Linked DNA regions of Zea mays: all the other regions are linked to region 1. A link is a contact called in public Hi-C data. All regions are on one chromosome and are shown on one strand. Each heading gives the region's core, a stretch centred on a gene start, on an enhancer-like site or on the middle of the called end of the contact. The rest is flanking DNA. Distances are from core to core; before and after follow the strand shown. Region 1 holds the start of LOC103635595. Region 2 holds the start of LOC100501079 (LETM1-like protein). Region 3 holds the start of LOC103635597 (protein OCTOPUS).

What was found. Hi-C and Micro-C count contacts between places; a contact is called where the count stands out from the background.
Region 2: a Hi-C map of leaf shows a contact between it and region 1, with 2.7 times the contacts expected there. The contact joins the promoter of LOC100501079 here to the promoter of LOC103635595 in region 1. A contact is called at or near these places in 9 of 25 Hi-C or Micro-C datasets (bundle sheath, ear, endosperm and 3 more).
Region 3: a Hi-C map of endosperm shows a contact between it and region 1, with 2.8 times the contacts expected there. The contact joins the promoter of LOC103635597 here to the promoter of LOC103635595 in region 1. A contact is called at or near these places in 4 of 25 Hi-C or Micro-C datasets (bundle sheath, ear, endosperm and 1 more).

Annotation. Positions count from the first base shown.
Region 1 is chr8:99,599,931-99,603,907 of Zm-B73-REFERENCE-NAM-5.0, reverse strand. It overlaps LOC103635595, which reads left to right and starts at 1,729. Exons shown (of 8, transcript XM_008658007.3): 1 at 1,729-2,374. The coding sequence starts at 1,847.
Region 2 is chr8:99,356,888-99,360,864 of Zm-B73-REFERENCE-NAM-5.0, reverse strand. It overlaps LOC100501079 (LETM1-like protein), which reads left to right and starts at 1,767. Exons shown (of 15, transcript NM_001195906.1): 1 at 1,767-1,971; 2 at 2,711-3,327; 3 at 3,439-3,751. The coding sequence starts at 2,723.
Region 3 is chr8:99,807,480-99,811,456 of Zm-B73-REFERENCE-NAM-5.0, reverse strand. It overlaps LOC103635597 (protein OCTOPUS), which reads left to right and starts at 1,941. Exons shown (of 1, transcript XM_008658010.4): 1 at 1,941-3,977. The coding sequence starts at 2,528.

The sequences.
Region 1 (3,977 bases), core at 480-2,979:
CCACCCCTTCAGGTCCCTCTTCACAGCCTCTGTCCACGTCAAGGTTGGTCGACCTCTACCTCTCTTCACATTATCGGGATGCCTAATTGTATGGCATGATTAAATTTCTAGATAGATAACATGTTCTATGCTTAAATTTCTAGAGATATGATATGGTCTATGCTTAAATTTTGTTGATTTTATTTGCTTTTGTTGGTATTTAGATTTGGGATTTAATCCATATGGAATAAACAAACAAACATAGTTGTGTGGGTTTGGAAATATAATCCATATGGAATAAACGAATAAACATTGGTTGATTGAGTTTTTGGATTTAATCTCATAAGGGATTGGGTGAAAGGATTAGATTCACCTAATCCATATGGGTGAAAAAACCAACCTAGAAAAAAAATTTCCAAAGTGCCGAACAAGGGCTTACTCGTCAGTGGTGGTGGTGTCTTTGTCGCTGATTTATTTATCTTTAGGCGCCAGGCACTATTATAGCGAGACAAGCGAGTATTATTCGTTAGTGAAGGGAAGTAGCAGAATATATAGCAGATGCCAACATCAGATACGCTTAATATATACTGCTCTTTCTGCTGCGTGGTCATTCCTTGTCGCTCTCATCTCAGCTGACATGATCAATCAAACACGGTTGACGCAAACACATCGTCGAGCAGATTTTTTTTCTTTTTTTCTTTCTTTTTTTTTGCTAGAGGAAAGGCCTCGGCAAAACAAAGGCTCCGTCGTCGTTATTTAACGTCGTGACTATGACTTTTTTATTGAGCGTCCGACAAAAAATACTCGGCAAAAAAACCGCTATTAATGATGTACAGTTTGCTAAAAATTCTTTACCGAGAATTACACTCGAAAAAAAAAGTTTACCTAACATTTTTTTTTCTGGGCTTTGCTGAAGCAACAAAGACTATTTCCTCGTAAGTAAAGGGCCGGCCAAGTTGAAAGTCGTTTTTGTCAGGTTAGCAGCATGACAAGAACAAGGCACCACACCAACCAGTAACCGCGCTACCAGTACTTGGTCCGTTTTGTTTAAGAGTAACGTGATCAATAACGGACAATCTTGCCTGAGAGGAGGTTAGAAGAGCCCAAAGGAAGCCGTGGTGCGTTGCATGCACACTAACTAGGCAAAAGCGGATCTTTCCTGGTGAGCGTGCATTTCTCCTTTGCTTTCTTTCCTCACGAAGTGTGGTGGGTGCGTATCAGGGGGGCTGGGCATAGAGAAGATGTATGTAGCGTGCGTGCCCTGCTTTAGCTGGCGCTGCGCGGACGACCTGTGTGGCCGGAAACCGACCTGTGGACCGACCCGACAGAGACCGATCCCCATGCAGACGAGACTACGAGAGGATACCTCGTGCGGTCGTGCCGTGGTCGTGGCATGCCTCTGGCCTCTGGGTCAACTTGGATCGAGCAGCAGGCCGGCCGGGAGGCATCCATGCATGGACCATGCATACACGAACTGCAAAAGCTTGTCTCGGTTTCCTTCTTTAATTTATCAACCCGGCCGCTTACATTATCGGACGCTTCGTTCGCACAACCGCACGGCACGCTACGATCCGACGAGGCAGACCGAGGCGCACGCTACGATCCGACGCAATCGCACGGTTCGTAGTGCAGACACAAAGTGACCTCGGCGGCGGCGGTGGCGGTTGCCAAGCGCGGACAGTGTGCTGTTTGTAATGTAAGGGACAGAGAAGAGAACGGGCACGGCAGTGTGATCGCGAAACCGCCACCGGTTGGTTTCAGTTACCCGGCCTTCTCTCCTCTTCACTCACTAGTCACTAGCCTTACCTCCCTCTAGTCTCCCGCGGGGTTCCTATTCCTAGCCTAGCGACGCGCACGGTTCCATTCCATGGCCGCGGCCGCAACCACGTCCACGACCACGGCAACCATCCCACCCGGCCCGCACCGCAGGCGCCAGCCCAACGACATCGAGCGCGACGACGACACCTGCTGCGGCGGAGCCGGCGTCGATCGCCGCTTCCCCCACGCCTGCGGCGCGCAACACGACGACGACGCCGAGCGCGGCCTCCACCACGCCGCCGCTGCCACGCCCTGCGGCGGGACTAGGGCGCTGCTGTTGGCGCGGAGGAGGCGAGCGTGGGCCACCGCGGCAGCGGCAGCAGCAGGCGCGCCGCCCCGGACGGCCTGGGCCTGGACGAGGGGCGTCGTGCTCTGCCTCCTCGCCCTCGCCGCGGTCGTCGTCGGGTTCCAGCTGGGCTCGCACCGGGGCGGCGGGAGCACGGACGCGGGCGCCGGCGGTGACGGCGGCGTCAGGCTCTTGCACTTGCACAGGGTGGAGACGGCCGACGCCGATGTCGTCATGGAGTGGACGGAGGAGAACCTGTCGGCACTTGCGCGCCGCTCGCCTCAGCCGCCGGTGAGTACGTGCGCGCCTTCTCCCTCTACGTTCATCGCTCGCCGCCGAGACACTCTCGTTTTATTACAGCGACCATGGTCAACTTAGTACGCGCGCACCCATTTCCTCTTTGGGCAATAACCCACCCCACAGTGCACGCACACGTACTCCAGGTTTCAAAAGTGGACATTAATTCATGCATTACAGGCTCCATTTGGGCACCGAAAACGATCAAATTTCTGACAGGGTCATTTGAATTTTTTTTGGTTGGCTCGTCGTCGGAGTTCCATGGCTCCCATTTTGGGACGTACGTGTCATAATTTCTCCAGTCGTCGGTCGTCCTCGTTGTTGAAACCAGCTTCAGGCATTCCAAATGAAAAAAAAAACAAAAAGGCTATAAAATCGGTATTTCAAAACAAAACGAGGTGCCTAAAAGTTTAGATTTTTCGACAGAAGTGAAACACGGTAAATTCTATACAGAACGCGCAACCAGTTGGCAGTAGCTTGAGAGAAACGAAAAAGGGAGAAGTTTCTTCCATTCTGCAAAAAAAAAAAAAAAAAAGAGAGAGAGAGGAGCTTTCGGATCACTGCTCGTCGCGGTATGGAGTATCGGTATGGGAGAAATGATTGGTGATAGGGACGACGATTCCACCAGTATCTGTTGCTGGCGTGAGTCACTGCAACCAAAAGAACACAGTACACGACGTGAGTTCCACAGTTCAGGAGCAAGGCAGCTAGCTGTTTATCTCTCTGTTTTTTTGTGTGTGTGTGTTCTGTCAAAATGTTTTTCCGGTTCTTTTCATCGTCTTTACATGGGAGATACATCGCTATATTTCTTTACATCTGGTCGTTTTTTTAAGCTATTGAGGTCCCAGTTGTACCTGAAAAAGAAATGTTTATAGCGCATTGGGTTGGTGTCGTCGAGGTTGCTTTCCATCGTAATTGTCAATCTTTCAAATAGGGAAACAGAGGGTTTAGGGAATAAATAACAGATACTTTCACCAAATCTATTTAATTTCTTATTTAAGAAAAGAATGATTCCTAACCTTATACTAAGGTTTTGACCTAGTTTTTAAGAAATCAGTTTTAATTTTTTTTAGCTACGAGAGACTAGCTTCTTGGTTTTTAAGAAACTGAGAAACTAATTCGTATAAACTGAGGCATAAATCGGTGTGTTTGAAACCACCTCAATTTCCATAAACCAGATTCTTAAAAACTGGGTGGCCCTAAGTTACTTAGATTTTTGTTATTTTGCAATGTTAAACCGGTATCACTATCACGTAGCATCCTTCAAAAACCAGCGTGCTAATACTACTGGAAAACAGGACTTGCAAGGTTACACATAACATCATCTTGGAAAAGATGAACTAAAACCCAGTGGGGGCCCGAAGGTGTGGTTTTGCAAATAACAATACGCATCACGTAAAAGTGGTGGTTCAATTTGGTAGCGACACAAGCTTCGGTTCAGGAAAGTTTTGCGTTTTGGTACCCCTGGTCCCTGGCAGAGTCAGCCAGTGAGCAAACTGGTGGTCATATTTGGTAAAAAAAATTTGCATGCCATGATTCATAAAAGCAAGGCATTAATTCAGATTCAGATCCCATGCCATGCTCAGCATGACTTCAC
Region 2 (3,977 bases), core at 518-3,017, 240 kb after region 1:
CCCGAGTCTGAGCCCTGGGTCGGGCGAGGCGGAGTTCGTCGTCTTCCGGGGCCAAGCCCGAGTCCGAGCCCTGGGGTCGGGCGAGGCGGAGTTCGCCGTCTTCCGGGGCTGAGCCCGAGTCCGAGTCCTGGGGTCGGGCGAGGCGGAGTTCGTCGTCTTCCGGGGCCGAGCCCGAGTCCGAGCCCTAGGGTCGGGCGAGGCGGAGTTTCCTATGGCGCCCGAGGCCGGACTTGGCTGCTGTCAGCCTCACTCTGTCGAGTGGCACAGCAGTCGGAGCGACGCAGGCGGCGCTGTGTTCTTGTCAGGCCGGTCGGTGGAGCGGCGAAGTGACTGCAGTCACTTTCGGCTCTGTCGACTGAAGGGCGCATGACAGGATAAGATGTCAGGCCATCCTTGCATTAAATGCTCCTGCGATTCGGTTGGTCGGTGTGGCGATCTGGCCAAGGTTGCTTCTTGGTGAAGACTGGGCCTCGGGCGAGCCGAAGGTGTGTACGTCACTTGAGGGGGTCCTCGGGCGAGATGTGAATCTTCCGGGGTCGGCTGCCTTTGCTCGAGGCTGGGCTCGGGCGAGGCGAGGTCGTGTCCCTTGAGTGGACCGAGCCTTGGCTTAATCGGACCCATCAGGCCTTTGCAGCTTAGTGCTGATGGGGGTTACCAGCTGAGATTAGGAGTCTTGGGGTATCCCTAATTATGGTCCCCGACAAGATTCAACCCATACCCCATCCCTGTTCGGGTATCAGGTCTACAATGAATCCACATCTCCGACAAAAAAGCATGGTCACATTCTAGAAAGTTCATCCACACGTATCAAGAAAAACATGATTGAATTTTATATGACATTAACAACCACACGACACCCCAACAACAATACATCACGAATAAAATCTAACATATAACAAGCAAAAAACATTGTTTACCCATACAAAACGACAAAAACAAAGTGACACATTCTAAAGATAGTAACTTAATCCTAACACATACATGTTTTCAAATTCAATCGGAGTATGAGAGATACAATTTTGCATCTTCTAATTTTAATGGGTGATTATTACCCTTGGGTAATCGGGTTTGGATTATGCTTCCATGTACCCATATGCACCCTATCCAATAGAGGAAGATTTTTCCCTAAGGGCTTGTTTGGTTAGGGATGGATTGAGGGATAAGAAGGGATTGGATAAGAAGAGATTTATAGAATGTTTGGTTTGAGGAATAAGGTATCATATCATCTTTTCACTTCTCACTTTGTTGTTTGGTTTGTGGAATGGAATGAATTGATCCATTGCTATTTCATTCCTAATAGGCTAATAATTAGTAATAATATGATAAATGAGTTCTTACAACAAATTTGTAGAATTGACTCATAATGCATCATCTCATTTAAAATAGGTTGATTCTTTAAAAACACCTCAATCTTTCTTAATCCCAACAAATCCCCACCGAACATAGACTAAATCTATACCGTGGAAATTAAAATATCTCTATATCTTAATCTTAGGGCTAATTTGGAAACCTCGTTTTTCTTTGAAAAATAGGAATCACTTTAAAAAATAGAGTTTGCAAACTAGGTCCTATTTTTTCCAAAGAATTTCTATTTTTCCAAGAAAAAATAGTTCATTTTTATTGGAAAAATAAAAATCTCTTAAAAGAATAGAGTTTCCAAACTAGTCATATTAGAAAAAAACTTTATGTATTAATGGGTACACCTCTAGAAATAGCATAATCTGTATACACAACCTCAAACCCAGAAGGCCAGCAGTGCGTGCGCCCTTTTCTTCGCTCACATTCATCCCGCGTGCTCTCTCTCTCTCTCTCTCTCGGGCCGTGGCGTCGAGTGGGCGACCGCCGCCACCCCCGTGCCGTGCGCTCTCTCTCTCTCTCTCGTGTCGACGGGTGGGTGGGCGACCGTAGGCCGCCGCCGCCGCCTAGGCCAGGTGCCCAGGTCGACCTTCAACAGCGACGAGCATCCACCAGGTATGCCCACCTCTTCTCTTTGCTTCCTGCTGTGTGAAACTGAGCCCCGAACCCTAATTTAAGCTATTTGTTCATTAGTATTTGAACTCGATCTAATTACAAGCTTATATATGCACTCCTTACAAAAACTGGAGTATTATTCCTACTAACTTCACTTTTTTGCAAAAATTATCGGGGTGCGTAGTGTGTACACCCATTTACTGAGTCCACTCTTAGGGTGTGAGTGTGTTTGTTTCTTTCCTAGATTATATAAGTTGGATTATGGTAGAAGGATAGAAAAATAAAATATCACTTTAGGACCACAAATAAGCTGAAATAAGTTAGTATTGGATAGCTTATTTTAGCTTATCTGTGATCCCAAAGTGATATTTTACTCTCTTAACCTTCCACCATAATCTAACTTATATAATCTAGGAGGGAAACAAATAGGGCCTTAGTAGCGAAGGAATTTCCTCAAGATCAAAAGTCCCTTGTCGAGACCAGTTATTGGACGATTAAATAGTTTTTTTTTCTCTCTCCGATATATTTCGGGAATTTAGCATGAGCTATTATTGAGCCTTGGCTACTCTGGGCTCTATATGCACACTGTTATGATGGGACCAAATTGGAGCCCAGTGATGATTAGTTAGTTTTCCTTGTCATTATTTATATTTAAATTTACACTTACTAAGTCATTGGTTGAACCATTTTGATAACTTCAGATTTCTACATGAGTGTGATCTTCCTATTGTGAATTCAGACGCAATCAAGTATGGCTTCAATGGCAATCATTAGGAGAAGGAAGTATTTCTTGGATCATGTTAACACACCTACCATTTCATCGTCTGCTTTCTTTACATTCCAACATGGAAGACTCGGTTTGGAGGTTGAGCCAAGAACAGAACAGCGATTTCTCGAGCATAGTTCTGGGGATTCCAAATGCGAGAAGGAGCAACACAATATGAATTTGATAAAAAAGGATCTACTAGGTCTTGGTAATGGGTTTTGGCAACGTCCATCTTATGTGATTTCTCTTTCTCATGGTGGATTTGGAAGGAATGAATTTAGATTGCCTCTGAGCCTGGGAGCTAGATCTTTGCTGCAGTCGGTCCGCACAGCATCAACTGCAACAGCAAGGCAGCCTAAGATGGATACAGATGATGAACAGAGCGAGGACCACAAGCAAAATAAAAGGAAAAAGGAGGCATCCCCAGAAGAATGTGATCAGGCTGTGGAAGGCCTCAGCACTGCAAAAGCTAAGGCTAAAGCTAAACAGGTACAAGAATCTCTGAAGGTTGGCCAATCAATTATACAGAAATTTTGGGCAAGAGTCCTGGGTGTGGGCCCTGCTCTTCGTGCTGTTGCTTCAATGAGCAGGTCTGTATTCTTTTTCTTTCCTACCTCAATGCATGGTTATATAAGTATATAACATGAATGATTGGTCTGTTTTTCTGTAACTTACAAAACATTTTTTATTTGTTTGTTAAGGGCTGATTGGGCAGCAAAACTTAAGCATTGGAAGGATGAATTCGTTTGTACACTGCAGCATTACTGGTTAGGGACAAAACTACTCTGGGCAGATGTTAGGATCTCATCAAGATTGCTGGTGAAACTTGCTGGGGGGAAGAGCCTTTCAAGAAGAGAGAGGCAACAGCTGACACGCACAACAGCAGATATCTTCAGGCTGGTTCCGTTTGCTGTGTTCATCATTGTTCCATTCATGGAATTCTTACTGCCAGTCTTCCTCAAGTTATTTCCAAACATGCTTCCATCAACTTTCCAGGACAAAATGAAGGAAGAGGTATGGTCTTGACTATTTGTAAGTTGCAACTACCTGAAATTATGTTGCTTATTAGTTGCCATGTGTCCCTGCAAGTGGAATACTACCATATGCATAAGTCAGGAAACATATCTAGTTAACTATTAATAATTATTTGGATTGATTAGCATACCCTGCTGTTGCCATTTTTATGGAAACCACCAGCACTATCATGGATTCATAGTACAATCTGATTGGCTCACGGGTG
Region 3 (3,977 bases), core at 692-3,191, 210 kb before region 1:
TTTAAACAGGCCTCCAAACAGTGGTACATCAAGTTTGATCAGACTATAAGAAAGTTTGGTTTCGAGGAAAACAAGAAAGACAATTGCATTTATGCAAAATTTAGAAAAGGAAAGTATATCTTCCTTGTTCTGTATGTCGATGACATACTCTTAGCTAGTAGTGATAAGGATCTACTAGCGGAAACAAAAGGGTTTCTTTCCTCGAATTTTGATATGAAAGACATGGGAGAAGCCTCCTATGTTCTTGGAATAGAAATTCACAGAGACAGACAAAAGGGAGTATTAGGACTCTCACAGAAGTCATATATAGAAAATGTACTAAAGAGGTATAATATGCACAAGTGTAATGCCTCGCCTGGTCCAATAGTCAAGGGTGATGAGTTTGGGGAATATCAGTGTCCCAAGAATCAGTATGAGAAAAACAAGATGAAGTCAGTACCATATGCTTCAGCTATCGGAAGCATTATGTATGCTCAAGTATGTACTCGCCCTGACTTAGCTTTTACCACCGGGATGCTTGGACGCTATCAGAAGAATCCAGGCATAGAACACTGGAAAGCAGTCAAGAAGGCTCTAAGGTACCTTCAAGGTACTAAAGGTCTCATGCTTACGTACAGAAGATCTAATTCCCTACAAATAGTTGGCTATGCAGATGCCGACTGGGGAGGGTGTAGAGATACACTGAAGTCCACTTCAGGGTATGTCTTTATGCTCTCTGGGGGAGCTATTTCTTGGAAGAGCTACAAACAGACAGCGAGAGCATCGTCGACAATGCACGCTGAGTTTTTAGCTACGTATGAGGCAACTGACAGGCGATATGGATAAAGAAATTCGTACCCAGATTAAGAGTGGTTGATAGCATAGAGCGACCACTGAGAATTTACTGTGACAACGAGCCAGCGGTATTTTTCTCCCATAACAAGAAGTCAAGTGGCTCTGCCAAGTACATTGACATTAAGTGTTATATTGTTAAGGAGAAGATTCTGGATCACACCATTCAAGTTGAGCATATAAGAACCCATCAGATGCTTGCGGATCCGCTCACAAAAGGTCTTCCACCCAGCGTGTTTAGTAAGCACGCAGCCGACATGGGATTAAGGGAGTACCTATGATCTAGAATCACAGGGGCTACAGATTGCAATCTAGTAAAATCTTTCGTTCTGAAGCAGGGGAGCATGTTGTAGTCAATGAGTGTGGTGATACTTAATAGATCATTGTCACGCATTGGTCTCTATGTGTAAACTTGTTAAAGGACGGAATTAATAAAAGTTTGAGTGTGAGATATGTAGAGAATAAAGGGGAGATTGTTAGGATGTGTCCTCTACACTAGCCGGTTAACAGTAACCGGGGTAGGGTTAATCCTAACCGTCTAATCGCGCCCCTGATCGGGGGGCTATCCTAACCGTTGGTTGCAGCCCCCGGTCACACGACGCCATATAAATAGATTAAGGGGCCGACGGGTTTAGCTAACGCTAATCGCTCGACCACAAACCCTAATCGACACTTTGAGAGGAACCGATCCCCTAGGCGCTCGGAGTGACTGGAATCGCTGTGACTATGTCTCAGATCCCCGTTATCCCATCGGGATCTGAGATTCCCCCTACAGGCAACATTGGAGGAGCTGATCCACCGCCGATCAACGATGGGAACCAATCTCCTCGACACCATCAGGGAGATCGACAAGAAGGAGGAGGCGAATCTTCGCTGCAAGACGCCGCCGCAATGATGGCTAGGAACAACAATGACGGTATGTATACATGTACCCCTCAGTAGAATAGATCTACTCATCATCGAGGTATTTTAGACACGGATTGGTATTCTAGGGACTTGGGAAACGATGCTAAGCACCAGAGAATTTCTAACAGTATATGGTTAGATAAACATTGTTTTATATCGTAGACTGTGATGTTCAAATTGTAAAGTTTAAAATAGGAAATGAAACGAAACATATCATAGATAAGCTGATGAAGATAGCTTAAACACATGAGGTTTTGAACGTTTTCAGCAGCCGTTTTCCTGCTCGATCCGTGAGTCACATTGATACACGCACGCACGCACGCAGAATATGCTTTGGGCGATCACCTTCTTATCAAGCAACTCCGAAAGGCCAGTCTTGGCGAGATCACAGCGGTGGTGATCCGATCGATACGCACAAAGCTGGAGAGGTTTGAGAGCGCGTGTGCGTTTCAGCTTCGATCCCCTACATTGTCAGCAAGCCCGAACCCCGAGAAGGCCAGAGGAACCAAAGCAAAAGAAACAGAGAGAGAGACATCAGAGAGAGAAAGAGAGAGAGAGAGAGAAGAGAGAGAGAGAGGTAGCACGGAGTGAGGTTTGAGACCCCGTGATTCCTTTCCAACTTTCGCTGTCTCCTCTCTCGCTCTACATCCTCAAAACCACTCCCTCCGCCCTTCACAGCTACCACGCCCTGACGCCCCGAGCGGAGTGTACCACCGCCGTGCGTGTCCAAGCAATGTGAGGGCGCGCCGCGGCTAAGCCAGGTGCCCAGGGTAACACGCGCGACGACGCAATGACGCTGCGGATGGAGCCGCCGGTGCCGCCGCCGCGGCGGTCGGTGTCGACGACCTGCGACCTTCACCCTGAGGAGACCTTCACGGGCTTCTGCGCCGCCTGCCTCCGCGAGCGCCTCACCGGGCTCGAGGCCAACGCCGCCGCGGCCGCCGCGCCGGGCCGCAAGTCCACCTCCGCTATCCGCTCGCTCTTTTCCCGGCCGTTCGCCGCTGCCGCCGGCGGAGGGCCCTCGGGCTCCGGTGCCGCCGCGCTGCCGGACCTCCGCCGGTGCAAGTCTTTCTCCTGCGGGAGCGGGGGCGACGCGCTGGCAGCCGCCGGCGGGGCGTACGAGCCGCAGCGGCGGTCGTGCGACGTGCGCGGGCGGAGCACTCTCTGGGCGCTCTTCCACCAGGACGACCGCGAGAGGGTCCGCGACGGCACAGCGTTCGTCGCCTTCCCGGCCTCGTCCTCCACCGCCGCGGCCGCGCTCGCCGCCGAGGTCCTTGCGCCGCCGCCCCCTCCGCCGGCCTGCGTCGCTGAGATGTTCTTGGAGGAGGAGATTGCTGTCGCCGAGGATTCCGACGAGATTGTTCCGGTGATGGAGCCCGTCTTGGTGGCCGACACCTCTGAGGAGATGGAGACGGGGGTGAATGCGGCGCGGGATGTTAGGGCCATGAAGGATCACATAGATCTCGAGTCTTCGCAGTCGCAGCAGCCCAAGAAGCCGCCGCCCAAGGAGATGGAGATCGCCGGGAGCTTCTGGCTTGCTGCCTCGGTGTTCAGCAAGAAGTGGCAGAACTGGAGGCGCAAGCAGAAGCTCAAGAAGCAGGAGGCCGCGGGCAGCAAGGCTGCTGCGGCGGCAATGCCCCCACCGGAGAAGCCCTCCAAGCCATCGTTCCTCCGGCGCAGCCGCTTCCGCCGTGGTGAAGCCGGCTCTGAGTTCGCCGGCGGGCGGCGCTCGTGTGACACCGATCTAAGATTCTCCCTCGACGCCGGGCGCATGTCCGTCGACGGCATGGGCTTCGCCTGGGACCAACCCCGTGCGTCGTGGGACGGCTATCTGTTCGGCGCCGGCGCCGGCGCCGGCATTGCCCTCGGCCGCGCGCCGCCGCCGCTCTCCCGCCTGCCTCCCATCCTCTCGGCTATGGAGGACTCCCCCGCCGGCATCGTGGAGCGCTCCGACGGTCAAATCCCCGTGGAGGATGACTCCCAGCCGGAGCCCGACCCCGACGCGAACGTCCCTGGGGGCTCGGCCCAGACGCGAGACTACTACATGGACACGTCGAGCCGGAGGCGCCGGAGCCTTGACAGGTCCAGCTCTGTGCGGAGGTCCTTCGAAGTCACCGACCCAAAGCCAGTGGCAGTGCCAGTACCAGTACCTGTTCCAGCGACCGCACCGGCCGCCATGGTCAACGGCAAGGAATCCCCTCTAATGGGCAGCTCGGAGTTCTACCACTTCCACCACGCCG